2 separate regions of the Mus musculus genome follow, and region 2 is linked to region 1. A link is a contact called in public HiChIP or PLAC-seq data. All regions are on one chromosome and are shown on one strand. The core of a region is the stretch at or near the end of the contact, and the rest is flanking DNA. Distances in the headings are between cores, read along the strand shown.

Region 1 (6,252 bases), core at 1,170-3,669:
ATAGATAGATAGATAGATAGATAGATAGATAGATAGATACAGAAATAGCATGTATGTCAACTCAATTAAGTATTTCCTGTAGTGTAGACAGGAAACTGTACTCAGAATGATGACCTGGAATAAAGCCGCACGAAGAAGCTCAGACTCAGTGCCCAAGTGGACAGGCTTTAAAGCAGGAGAGGAAATCACAGAACTCCGCCCCGCAGCAGAGAGAAGGGAACGCTAATTCACAGTGAATCCAAGCTCCCCCTTTTAGATCGACTATAAGTACTTCCAGGGACAAGACTTTTTCCTTTCCTTGTAGTGTTTCTATTTCTTCCAGCAGACCGAGTACTGTCTCCACTGATAGCCAAAACCCAGATTTACAATGGCCAAGAGCCTGCAGGTTCTTCCCAAGTTCAAGCCTTATCATGGACTTCATTCACAACAAGGTATCTGCAGGGAATTACACAATCTCTCTGAAGCTAGGGTTACTATGCTAGTAAGGGGGGCTGGGGTATCCTGCTGCTTATCTGAGAGCTCTGAAAAAAAAAGGCCAAATGAGCTGCTGTCTGCAAAGCACAGAGCTGTGGTTTGGATATGAAGTACCCATCCAGGGCTCATGGCTTAAAGGCTTGGTCCCCAGCTGTGGCACTAGATAGAGGTGGCTCTGTCCTCACTAATACACTAATCTCTTGCTAGAGGCACAGTTTAATGGTTTCTGGGAACTGGTGGGATTAGGAGGTTGAGTCCATTTGGAGGAATTTGGATCCATGCCTTAGAAGGATAAAGTTTGTCCCCAGCACCTTCCTGTATCTCTTCCTCAGCTGCCTTCAGGCCACAAGATGAGCATTTCTGCTCCATCTTACCTTCTCTCTCTCTCTCTCTCCCTCCCTCCCTCCCTCTCTCTCCCTCCCTGCTTCTCTCTCTCTCTCTCTCTCTCTCTCTCTCTCTCTCTCTCTCTCTCTTTCACTCTCACTCTCACTCTCACTCTGCCTCAACACCGACATTCCACAACAGGACAGAAGACTGAAATATTTGAAACCGTGATCCACACTGAAGTTTCCCTTCTTCAAAATAATTTTCTTTCAGGGTATTTGTCACTGTGATAAAAGCCTGGTTCTGGTGTTAACTATTTGACAACTCACATCTAGCAAAGAGAAAAACAGGACTTTAAAGAACTGCCTTGTACCTACAGGAAGCTGGCTTTAAAAGAGTGGGGAGGAAGCAGACCCACAGGTGGGCTCCATGCTAATCTATTGACATACACTTCAAATGTTATTTTTCAGCCCTTTAGAGTTTCTACTTAAGAATAGAATTTAGCATTAACAGATAAATGCACGCAAGAGTGGGAGAGAGAAGATCTGGGTTATTTTTTAGCCCCAACAAACACGAAGAGGGATGATTCTGGTGACAGAAGAGAAATGGCAGTTATTCGGGGAGATGCGTTCAATGGTATCCCAAGTCCTGGTGGGTTTTGGTCAGTTGGTTGGTTGGTGGTTGGTTGGTTGGTTGGTTGTTGGTTGGTTGTTGGTTGGTTGGTTGGTTGGTTGGTGGTTGGTTGGTTGGTTGGTTGGTTGGTGGTTGGTTGGTTGGTTGATTTTCAGACTTGTATCAAAATCCTAGCAACAACCCCACTTTCTGGAATTAATCAATTTTGAATCCAGGACTTCAAAAGTAGAAAAAAAAGTTAGAAGAAAAATAGAAGTCGTTGCAGAGACTGTCACGTGCATAGAAACACACAACTACAGGGCAGGGAAGATGGCTTTGCGGCTAAAGGCCTTGTCACACAGGACATGAGTTCTCATCTCCAACACCCACAAAGGATGTGTGCAGAGTCTGCAATCTCAGCACTAAGAAGCAGAGGTGGCCTGGCCCCTGGAGCCCATTGGTCAGTCATTCTAACCATTACAGTGAGATGCATATTCAGTGAGAGACTTCCTCTCAAAAACTAAGATGACCTCCTCATGCATAGGTATGGTACTGACACACATATCCATACAGACATGTTCATAGACTACACACACACACACACACACACAGGAGGGAGGGAGGGAGGGAGGGAGGGAGGGAGGGAGGGAGGGAGGGAGGGAGGGAGGAGAGAAGGGAGAAAGGAGGAAGAGAGGGGAAAGGGAGAGAGGAAGAGAGGAGAGGGAGGGGGAGAGGGACAGAGATGAGAAAGAGGGGAGAAGAAGAGAGGAAAAGGGAGAGAGAGAGAAAGGGGGAGGGACATGGGGAGGAGAGGGGGGGAAGGAAACTGTACTGGAAACAGTATGGCTGGCAACCTACTTTGCACATTGCAATCCCCATCAAGATGAAGGACACGTTGTTTGCCAAGCCCTCCCCTTTGCCTTTTCTTCATCATGCTGTTCTTGCTATCCAAAAGAGGAATCAAACCAGCTGCCAACATGGAGTTGGCAAATAGCTGCAGGCGCTGTCTTCCTGGAAACGCCAACCGGCAGCCATCCCCACAAGGCCACAGAGGTTTCGGGAGGGCAGATTCACCACTGCTCAGACTCCTCATAGTGGGATTAGAACCCTAACTGTCTAAACTAATAAGCCAGAGGAGCTGGGGGTGTGGGGGAGTGGGTATGTGCTCCTAAACAGCCCGGGGTCGGCCACGTCCTTCCAGGCAGGGGCTAAGAAGGTCCCTTGTGCCTGAGGACGGTTGATCAGATAGACCTGAAGACTTGCCGGACAAGTCCCACAGCACTTCTGAGGATAGTGACTAAGCTCCAGCTTAGCAAAATTATCTAATATTTTGATTAGTCACTGAGTAAAAACTTTGCTAGAACCCTTCATTTCCTACACAGTTGGACAGACACGGTGTCAACGGAAGATTTCCTGAAAGTGCTTCCCCGGAACTGCCCAGTTCTGCAAGTAGGAAGTCAGCAAGTTGACCGAAGCCCGCTGGCCTGGCTCTCAGTGGGATCAGGCTTAGTTCACTGGCAGCGCAGATTGGCAGGCAGGCCTGGGTCCACGCCCCGCCCCTCCCTTGCAGTTCAGGCAGGTTCTATAAAAATAAACTTACATACTATTCTGTTGACTCAGATTTCCTGCGCTTTCGAACGCTTTGAAGGTTAACATGATATTTACAAGCCAGAGGACGTTCGATATTTTATATCACATGGCCTGCTACTGGAGAAAACTGCTAACGAACGCAGCTGGCAGGGCAGACAATGTGGACATTTGTAGTAACAGAGACCTGGCTTTCCAAAAGGGCTGTGAGCTGGTTCAAAATGCTCAATGGAGGAAGTGAGAAATGGATTTGGAAGTCAGTAAGACCTTTTCAGTTCTAACTTTTAAGTAAAACATGTTACGACTGGTGTCCACAATACATGTGAAATGACTTTTCGCCTGCTTACATGGGCATACATTCTTTTACAAAGCTTCCACTGTCCCTTTGAATAATTACGTTCAGAGGAGAAGGCTCTTAATTACTGAAAGGCCATTATTAAGTAGCAACTGGAAATACATACGTCTGCTCCCCATTTTAGGGTTAAACATGAATTCACATGTTGCTCCTTATCAACGCCATTCAATTAGCAGTAGAAGAAAAGGGTCATAACGTCGAAGAAGGGAATGTTTTTTTTGCTTACTAACAGCTATTGCAAAGCTGTGAGAGAGAAAAATACAATTTAAAAGCTTTAAAAAAAAAAAAACACTGAGGGTAGGGATCTCTATTTAGGGCAGGCAGTCTGTATTGTAAGCAAGGCGGTGAGTCTCCCTGATAGCAGGTAAAGATGCTTCAGCCAAGCCTGAAGGGGGCGTGGCTCTGTGGTAGAGCAACCTCCATCAGGATGCCAGACCCTGGATTCGATATATATCTGGGAAGGAAAATTGTAGGGGAAGGGGTGGGAAGAAGGGAGAGAACAGAAGGAGGAAGGGGAGTGAGGGGAAGAAGAAGGAAGGGGAAGAGAGTAAAAAGGAGAAGAGGGGAGGGGGAGGAGAAGGGGAAGGGGGAGGGGAACGGCCCTAGGTTTTTGTTTTTGTTTTTTAAGTGTTATGTCAAGGTGAAAATGTACAGGTTATATCCATCTGTCTCAAATGTTAAGATATCTTTTTTTTTTTAATTACAAGAAACAGTGGGTCTTTTTTACAAACTTTTTTTCTCAAAAGAAAGGAGAACACATGAGATGGGTGGTAGTGGTGGTGCACGACTTTAATCAAAGTGCTCAGGAGTCTAAGACAGTCAGATCTCTGTGAGTTCGAGGCCAGTCTGGTCTACAGAGTGAGTTCCAAGAGAGCTTGGGCTACACAGAGAAACCCTGTCTTGGAAAACCAGAGAGAGAGAATAGGAGTGGGGAGGGAGGGAGGGAGGGAGGGAGGGAGGGAGGGAGGGAGGGAGGGAGGGAGGGAGGGAGGGAGGGAGAGGGAGAGAAGTCTACTAGAAAATGAATTCACCCTGACAGGTTTACAGTGAACAAGGGGTTGATGGCTGTAATTTTGAGTTGGGAAACACCTGCTCAAATTAAGTAGTTTGTGGTTTCCGTATCCAACAGAAGAGAAAAACACCACATTGATTCTGCCACTGTTTGTGTATGTGTGTATGTGTGTGTGTGTGTGTGTGTGTTTGTGTGTGTGTGTGTGTGTGTGTGTGTGTGTGTGTGTGTGTGTGTGTTAACTAAAGTAATTCAAACCTCATCCTGTAGGCTGATATACTTCGTTCCTGTGTCCTGCTAAAATTAAGATGATACAAACATATAAACTTGATGAATCCCAAGTGATAGAAAGCATTGGCCTTTCAGTGGGGAGCGTGTGTACGCTGGAGGGGAGAAAAATGAAAGAAACCTTTCCCAGGTGTTCCCTCAGATGGTACAGGCTTCCTCCAGCACTTCTGCCCACGCCTGTAAGAAAGAGAGTAAAATCCGCTCCCTGTAGATACTCAGAATTAGACACAATCACAGATGATACTGATGTGGAGAACGTTTGCACGAGCATGCAACCACCTTGGTAATAAAGTTTACTTCTTCTGCCCTAGTGTTTTAGACTGGTTCTAAATCACTACACAAAGCCAGCGATTGGCTGCTGTTGAGCAGAACTGGACTGTGGACGTTAACCAAGTTGCCTGGCAGTCTTTACCTGACTTCAGTCCACATTTTTCCCCTCCATAGCTACTCTCTAGTTATGCATTATCAGGTTTGGCAGTCTCTACGAGCTCAGCCCTCCGCTTGGCTTGTTGCTGGGTAGGCTTGACCTAAGAGAGTGCATGAGGAAAGAGCCAGAACTTTCCTTTGATGTCTCAGAACTCAAGATTCCATTATATAATCTACCATAAATCCTGGCGGTCAGGACTGACACTGGCTTCCAAAGTTACCAGAATATGACACTCCCTACTTGATTCATTGTGGAGTCTGACATGTCTTAATTAATATGAACTCAGAGCCTCAGCTTGCCAGCGATAAGAGACTTTTCTGATTTGCCTTCTTCATAGCTTTAAGGGTTTCCTTGATTAATTTTCTTCTCCTGAAATCTAAACCTCACATGCTAAATGTTCTGACTGGCTCAGGTTTGACCTCACAGATGTTTCCTTGTGGTCACAGAAAATACTTCTCCTCTGAGAATAGGTTTGATAATTTTGGGGGGGGGGGCAATAAATTGAACTGAACTAGATGAAGAAGTCAAGTGCAGGCTTTTAGCCACACTTTTTTACTTCTACAACCTGCCTGGTGTGTTCAAGTCTCAAATATAAACGGTGGTAGATGATAGCATTCCCTATGAACAAATTAAGGCCTTGAACCTTCCCCCAAGCCTTCTTCTCTGTAACAATATAAATCTCTCTCCTTGCTCAACACATGAGTGAGGCTTCCCACAAGGAGAAAATTGGCACATTTAAATGTCCTTTCTACTCTCAATGCTGAAGAAGGAGTGAGATGGACCAAGTCCAAACAGTGAGAAGGAAGGAGACTGAGGGCCTGTCTCATCGGAACACAAATAATTTGTGAACTGTTCTCAGTGATTAATACTCTGCACTTGAACCCTGCTTATGCAACAGAAGTGCTACAGTGAGCTGACTCTTGGTTTCTGGGTTTTGCCTTTCCTAGAAAACATTTTTCTATGAATCTTTTTTTGTTTTGTTTTGATTTGGTTTGGTTTGGTTTGGTTTGGTTTGGTTTGGTTTGGTTGCACACTAGATTTGAAGCAGCCCTTTGCTTGATTGGTGAAGTCTGAAAATGGACTAGAGGGAAGGACACCAAAGCAACATGAGCAATGTCCCTCCAACAGAGTGATACCCTGTTACCCTCTCCCTGCCCCTCTCTGCTCAAAACAGGA
Region 2 (6,207 bases), core at 1,854-4,353, 270 kb before region 1:
CAAAGAGCTCTCTATTGTACTTAACTCTCTCAATTAGTTATCCATCTTAGGTCACCTAATAAGAAGAAAAACGATTTAAGGCTATTTTTAAAAAATAGATATTTTAACCTATTTAAGGAAAAAACATTTTTTTCTTTTATTGCTCCTCCCCCACACCTAGGTCAAGAATTGTTCTTTGAATTGATGCCAGCCACCAAAACTTACTCAGAGCCTTATCGTGACACATCAAAGAGAGAAGATACCAGGAAATTAATTCCACCGAGTTTTCTTTGTACAGAGTAATGACTTCTTAACCAGTATGTAGGAGTGCTACAATCCAAGAATGCAAGAGAGAGGGATGTTAAAGGAGATATGAACTGGAATGCAGCTGACCATCTGAAGTTGTTATCTTGCCTAGTAAAATCAGCATGCAGTAGGTTCCAAGAAATCTCATCAGTCACCAACACTCTAAAGGGTTCTGTCCTTGCTCCATATGTATTCTAAAACGGGATGGCTAAAAAGGCCTTGTCTACATTCTTCTACTCAGCAAATATAAAATAAAATGTCATATACATGTTTATGCGAAAGACTGGACAGTACTGTTACATGCAACTCATCAAAGCTTTACTTTCAAAGTAAACATGCAAAACTGAATAAATATTTCATCCTCTTTACCAGCCATGACTAGCTTTTGGCTGATTGCTGTGTTGTTTTCTCTTTCATTAGTCATTTTTTTTTTATTTTGGTGGGGAATTTCACACATGAATACTGTATTTATATCACTTCTATCCCTTCTTCTCCGACTCCTCCTGTGCCCCCCCCACTCCCTGACAACTTCATGCTCTCTTCCTTCATAATTATTCTTGTTGCACACTAATCTGTGGGGTCTACTTAGTGTTGCTTACAAGTGCATGATTTTAGGGCTGACCCTTGGGATTGAATAAGTCATCACGGGGCTCATTCCTAGAGAAAACTGATTGATTCTCCCTCTCTCTACAGCCATTGACTGTACCTCTTCATGAAGGAGTGAGGCCTCACTTCAAAATACATTTTAAAATCAGCCATGCTTACAGATGAATTTGGGTGAGGTACTAAACTATTAAATAAATGGCAAAAATAATTTTTAAAAAAATTAATACCACCCAAAAGAGAAAAATTAAAACGGATAAATTATCCTGAATGTTGATGAGACTATTCTCAAAGTCTTATTGGGGAAAAATTTGAATTTTAAAAGCACTATGTATTGTTGAAAGTCAAAATAATGAAATAGTCTTTGAATCTGAAGCAAAATCATCCCTACATTTTTTTAAAAAATTAAAAATATTAAAAGAAAAAATATATATCACCTAGAGCAAAATCAAAATAACACTTATTGAACAGTCAACATCAAATATTATCCTTAGTAAGACTATGGCAGTCAAATCTCATTGAATTTTAATTCCTTATATGACCTAGTACTTAGAAAGCAAATATGTCAAGATTTATATCCCTATCCCTGAAAAAAAACAAGTGAGATTTCTAGCTGAGCCCAAATCAGTTCATCTGATACCCTGACAATAAGATAACAGTCAGGCACACAGAAAGGTTGCAAAGGATGCCGGATTCACATGACACTTTGCCTCTTCTTCATCCCAACCTATAAATCATTATCGTACTGTGGTATTTTAGCTTCATCCATTGTCTCATGAATTCATCCTTGTTTTTCTCATCTCAATATCTAGCCCCAACACAAGATCAGACATTATTGCTAGAATCTTATTTCCTAGGTTTAAAATGCATGCTCCAAATTATCTTTGGTCTCACACACATGTATGCAGGCATGCACACACTCATGCTCACGAAACTTTCTGTCTGCTGACATCATCACATCATTCTAGGTTGACAGATGGCTTCCCTATCGAAGCTGTAACTCAGCAGTTATGTCCTTCTGCCTATTGGAGTTGTGCGCTGGCTTCTCACTGGCATGCCTCTGCCTTTGAAGGATCTGTCTGTTCTCCAGCTGTATTCAAGGTAAGCTTTTCACTCTCGGTGTTCTGCTCACTCCACCATATGGGTCCATGCTGAGGATTTATTTTTTTTTCCATTTCTGCTTGCATATCGCAAGCTTCTAAATCCAATGTCTGCTGTCTTTCAACATTTCTAGGAGCTATGTGGCTGCTATGCTCTCTGAACATTGTGTGTTTCCTTTCTCTGCTCGGTGGCCTTATGTAACCCTGGTTAAAATGGTGGTACTTCCATACACTGCACTGAAACTAATCCTCACAGGAGTGTGTGTGTGTGTGTGTGTGTGTGTGTATAAAATCTTGAACTGGAGTAATTTAAGAACAGCTCTCCAACATACAAACTTATTGGTACTTGGTGTCCTCTGTAGAAAAATTTATCTCCAAATCTGAAGCTGAAACATCCCTGGAATAACTCTTCAAAGAAACCACATGGAGCTTTGTTCAATCCAGGATATGTGGATATTCTTCAGTTAAATAATTTTTCTAGTGCTCCATTCATTCCATCTTTGGCCCATCTATAACTTTTTTTTACCACCATAGTTACACTATTTTGTTATCAAAGACTGTTTTTATTGTCTTCTAGTCTGTTCAGCCAGCTGTTCATCTTCCTTCTTGCTGCTAACATCGAAGCCTTCTTTCATTCCTTACCTCTGTTTCATGCATACCTATCATCTTCCATGTCAAAAGCACCCCTGGTTGAAGCCCTGAGGCTGGTTCTACAAGTTTATTTTACTTTTCTCACAATCCTGGTGGCTTGTGCAAGGCATTTCATGTTTGCTCTATGGTTTCTGATCAGACACATGTCCTTTGAAATCTTTTTTAGTGAGAAATCCTTGAGAACCAACATGGAGTTCCATTCCCCAGTATCAATTCATGAATTGTCTTTGCTAGATTTCTGTCATCACTCTCTCCCTAGGTTCACATTGAAGGACCCTGACTATGGTTTCTACAGAAGGCAAGGATAACCCCCATCCTTGAAGCAAGCACACAGTAGATTAGCTTGGGGTGCCCACGTATTAAAGGTGCATCTTTTCCTCTATTCTCAGCCAAAGTTACATTAGGCAAGTTTGGTTAGTGTTCCTTCCTGTGTTGGGTTTATTTTCCATTCACTCCAATGCCATTCCAGGGCGTGGCTCATGTGGCTTAAGACTTATGTAAAGCTGTCCTGCTGTTCTGAGTACAGGTCAGAATGGGGATCTTGATGCTGTCAGGTCGTAGAAACATGAGTAGACTCTCTTGGCTCCCAGGGCTCCTGTTTTCACATCCTTTTGTTCTTTTACAATGCCATACTCTTTTGCCAGCTCAGTGATGCATTGTTAAAGATAGTTTTCAACATATTATCCAGTACTTACAGTTGTTTTCAATGGGCTTTCCATAGCACTTAGCATTTGTAATACCAGCAAAGGAAATTGATAATAAACACTTTTAGATTTCAAGAAGTCTCAATTCAATGTTTTCCATTATGTTGAATGGTAGATGTAATTCTTGTATGTGTGTGTGTGTGTATGTGTGTGTGTGTGTGTGTGTGTGTGTGTGTGTGTATATATATATATATATATATATAAACTTGGAGCAAAAGGTAGTTATAAATATATTTTGTCATTGGGAGATAATCAAATAATGACAAAGATGTTACATAAAAGATTAAATATGAGAATAGATAAAGATAGCTTAATTTCATTTTTTACTTTGAGGCTATATGTGTTTTCAAAATGTGAAATAAAATCTAAATGTAAGGGAATTGCTGCTGCTCCTAATTGTATTTCTCGTTTAACCCAAACCTGAGCATCACAAAACACTGTAATAAGTATGATTATTATCACATGCTGCATCAGTGCAGCTTCCAAACAATTTGGGCCAAAGAAGTTTTGTAGTTGTAGTGTTCTTAGTGAAAGAAGCATTCACTGAGTCAATTCACTGTGAGCTCTTAGGTACAAACTTGCCTCATTACGTCAGTCACCTCTCCAAGCATGTTGTCAATGGACTTCCTGTTGATAGACTTGTTTTACTTCCAATGACTAGAGAGAGTATCTGAAATCACCCCAAATATCACGGAAGCTAAAACACCAAGATTTTGATGAAAACAAACTGTGACAATCTTTCTTCCTCTTTATTCTCCCTAGGTTTGGGGTTTTAAATGAAAATTGTAGAGTCTACTTTATTGAACATAACAAAATTCACAACCCTAAAAGATGAGCCAGAAAGGGACTCCTTAGGATTCCTTGGATATTTCAAATAATGCACCTAGTTATCATCTCTATTTTTAACAAAGAATATTATTTACATTAATGTACATGCTATACGCTGAAATCAAACTAAGGGAACATCTACCAGTGAGTGAGCTACAAGGCTCATTACCCTGCAATCCTTCCACCATGTCTACTCAAACTCTAGCTTTTCTCTCTAGTTCAGGTTTATAGACAGAATGTGATAATTTACCATATGTGATGGCTAATTGTATGCACCAACTAGGCTGGAGTATCAGATGCAGTTGTTGGTCAGTTTCTAATCTTGTGTCTGTGAAAGTTGTCTTAGAGGTAATTACCATTTTTAAATGGTATTGACTTAGACTGAATTCATTTCTTTGGGTGTATGGGACCTGCCCCATCTGTTGAAGGCTTTGAGGGCAAAGACCAGGAGGTCTCTACGAAAGAATACTGCCTTACAATAATTACACAAAGTCTACCTGTTTTGACCTACCAGCCTGACCTGCAGATTTCAGATTTTCCAGTGCATGAGGCAATCCTTCAAAAGCTAATCTTAGATGGGGTGGGAAGATGGTTCCATAAATAAAGTGCTTTATACACAGCTTGTGGTCATAAGTTCAAATTCACACACACCAACATACACACTGTATAAGCAAGCACACATCATATAAACAAAAAGACTTAAAAAATCTTTAATAGATGATGAATGGATGGAAGGAGATAACTGGATAGACAGACAGACAGAAATATACATAAATCCTTATAGACCTGTTTTCCTGAAGAACCTTGGCTATTGCATCGAATGGTTATAGATTTTTTAATAGGTATAAAGGAGAGCTAATGAATTAGATAATTAGATAATGAATTATTAAAACACTAATACTGAAAAATAAATAAATGGAAAATTTCCTGAACACAGTATCATGACAGACTTTGCCTGGTTAGAAAGGACACATTCAGGGTTACTTCCATTTTTCTGCTTTACTCATCCACCAAGATGGGGAAACATGGAGTATCTAATCCCAGTGACTGAGCTACCAGAATTTAGCCAGATGCCATGCTGAAGGAAACTATATGGTTGTCTTGAAACTGTGCTAGCCTAGTCAACCATTTATAAGACTTAGATACACGGGGATGATTGCTGGGTTGTGTAAACCTAACCATGCATTCTCTCCATCTCATCCTTCCTGTCACCTGCTTTATCTCAACAATTCTTGGAATCGAGCATTCTCTTTCCTCCCCTCTTAACATAGATATGCATATGCATACCTGCATAAGTGTGTGGGTGTGTGTGTGCATTTGTGTGTGTGCATGTATGCATATGTGTGCATATGTATTTGTGTGTGTACATGTTTGCTTCCTTTCCCATCATAATGAGGTAGTGAGGAGAGAGTCTCAAATCTAGATACAACAGATCAAAACCCTAGAGGAGCAAGTGTTGCGGGAGCAGAGAGATGGAACTAGCTAAGTAGCAAAGAGTCAAAAGGCAAAGCTTTTCTAGTTGAAAGACTTTCACTTAAAAGGTTTACATTTCATGTAAGAAAAAGACTAATCTAGATGCAAACACACACTAATAACATGTACAGAATGCTCACAGTTCAGAGAACACACTTATGTAGCCTTCTACCCTGACACCAATCTCACAGGGAGAAGGGCAGATGCTAAGGCTAATTAATTGCTCATAGGCAAGAGAGGTGAGGCTCAGTGGTAATGTGCTATGTTCCAGGGCAGCCTTGGGATATTAATCGAGACTACTGAGAGCAAACCTCATGCCCCTCCTCTCAGTTTAATGACATCTTTTTCCATTCGCATGATAGCCCAAGAAACCTAGAATTAGACATCCAGTTCGATGTATGAGCATAGCAGTCTATTTATGCTATCTGTGACTCAGAGCCGTGAGCTGTAAATGGGAATAATGAGAGCACTCACTTTACAGATCATATAAAACATGTAAAGTGCTTAGCAAAATGCCTGGCACACAGCAAACATGCAGTGTGAGCCACCATTATCACAATGAT

The links. HiChIP or PLAC-seq counts read pairs in DNA pulled down with a chosen protein or histone mark.
Region 2: an H3K27ac HiChIP or PLAC-seq map of a colorectal cancer cell line shows a contact between it and region 1, with 3 times the contacts expected there. The contact joins two enhancer-like sites. A contact is called at or near these places in 3 of 39 promoter capture datasets (hippocampal neurons, liver and pre-B cells), 1 of 15 datasets of contacts at CTCF or cohesin (large pre-B cells), 2 of 484 Hi-C or Micro-C datasets (adipose-derived mesenchymal stem cells and uterus), 2 of 115 datasets of contacts at active chromatin or transcription factors (bone marrow-derived macrophages and a colorectal cancer cell line) and 2 of 9 other capture datasets (adipose tissue and liver).

Annotation. Positions count from the first base shown.
Region 1 is chr10:4,617,803-4,624,054 of GRCm38.p6, reverse strand. It overlaps a transcript of Esr1 not described here. Among named protein-coding and RNA genes, the nearest start is that of Esr1, 89 kb to the left of the region's middle. Within about 2 kb of position 2,419, at least 113 of the 459 cell types and tissues checked have an H3K27ac peak or open chromatin away from gene starts, as enhancers often do. A contact at or near this core is called in a colorectal cancer cell line, where this site is marked.
Region 2 is chr10:4,886,042-4,892,248 of GRCm38.p6, reverse strand. All of the region lies in intron 5 of Esr1 (estrogen receptor 1 (alpha)), which reads right to left. Among named protein-coding and RNA genes, the nearest start is that of Esr1, 180 kb to the right of the region's middle. Within about 2 kb of position 3,103, at least 1 of the 459 cell types and tissues checked has an H3K27ac peak or open chromatin away from gene starts, as enhancers often do. A contact at or near this core is called in a colorectal cancer cell line, where this site is marked.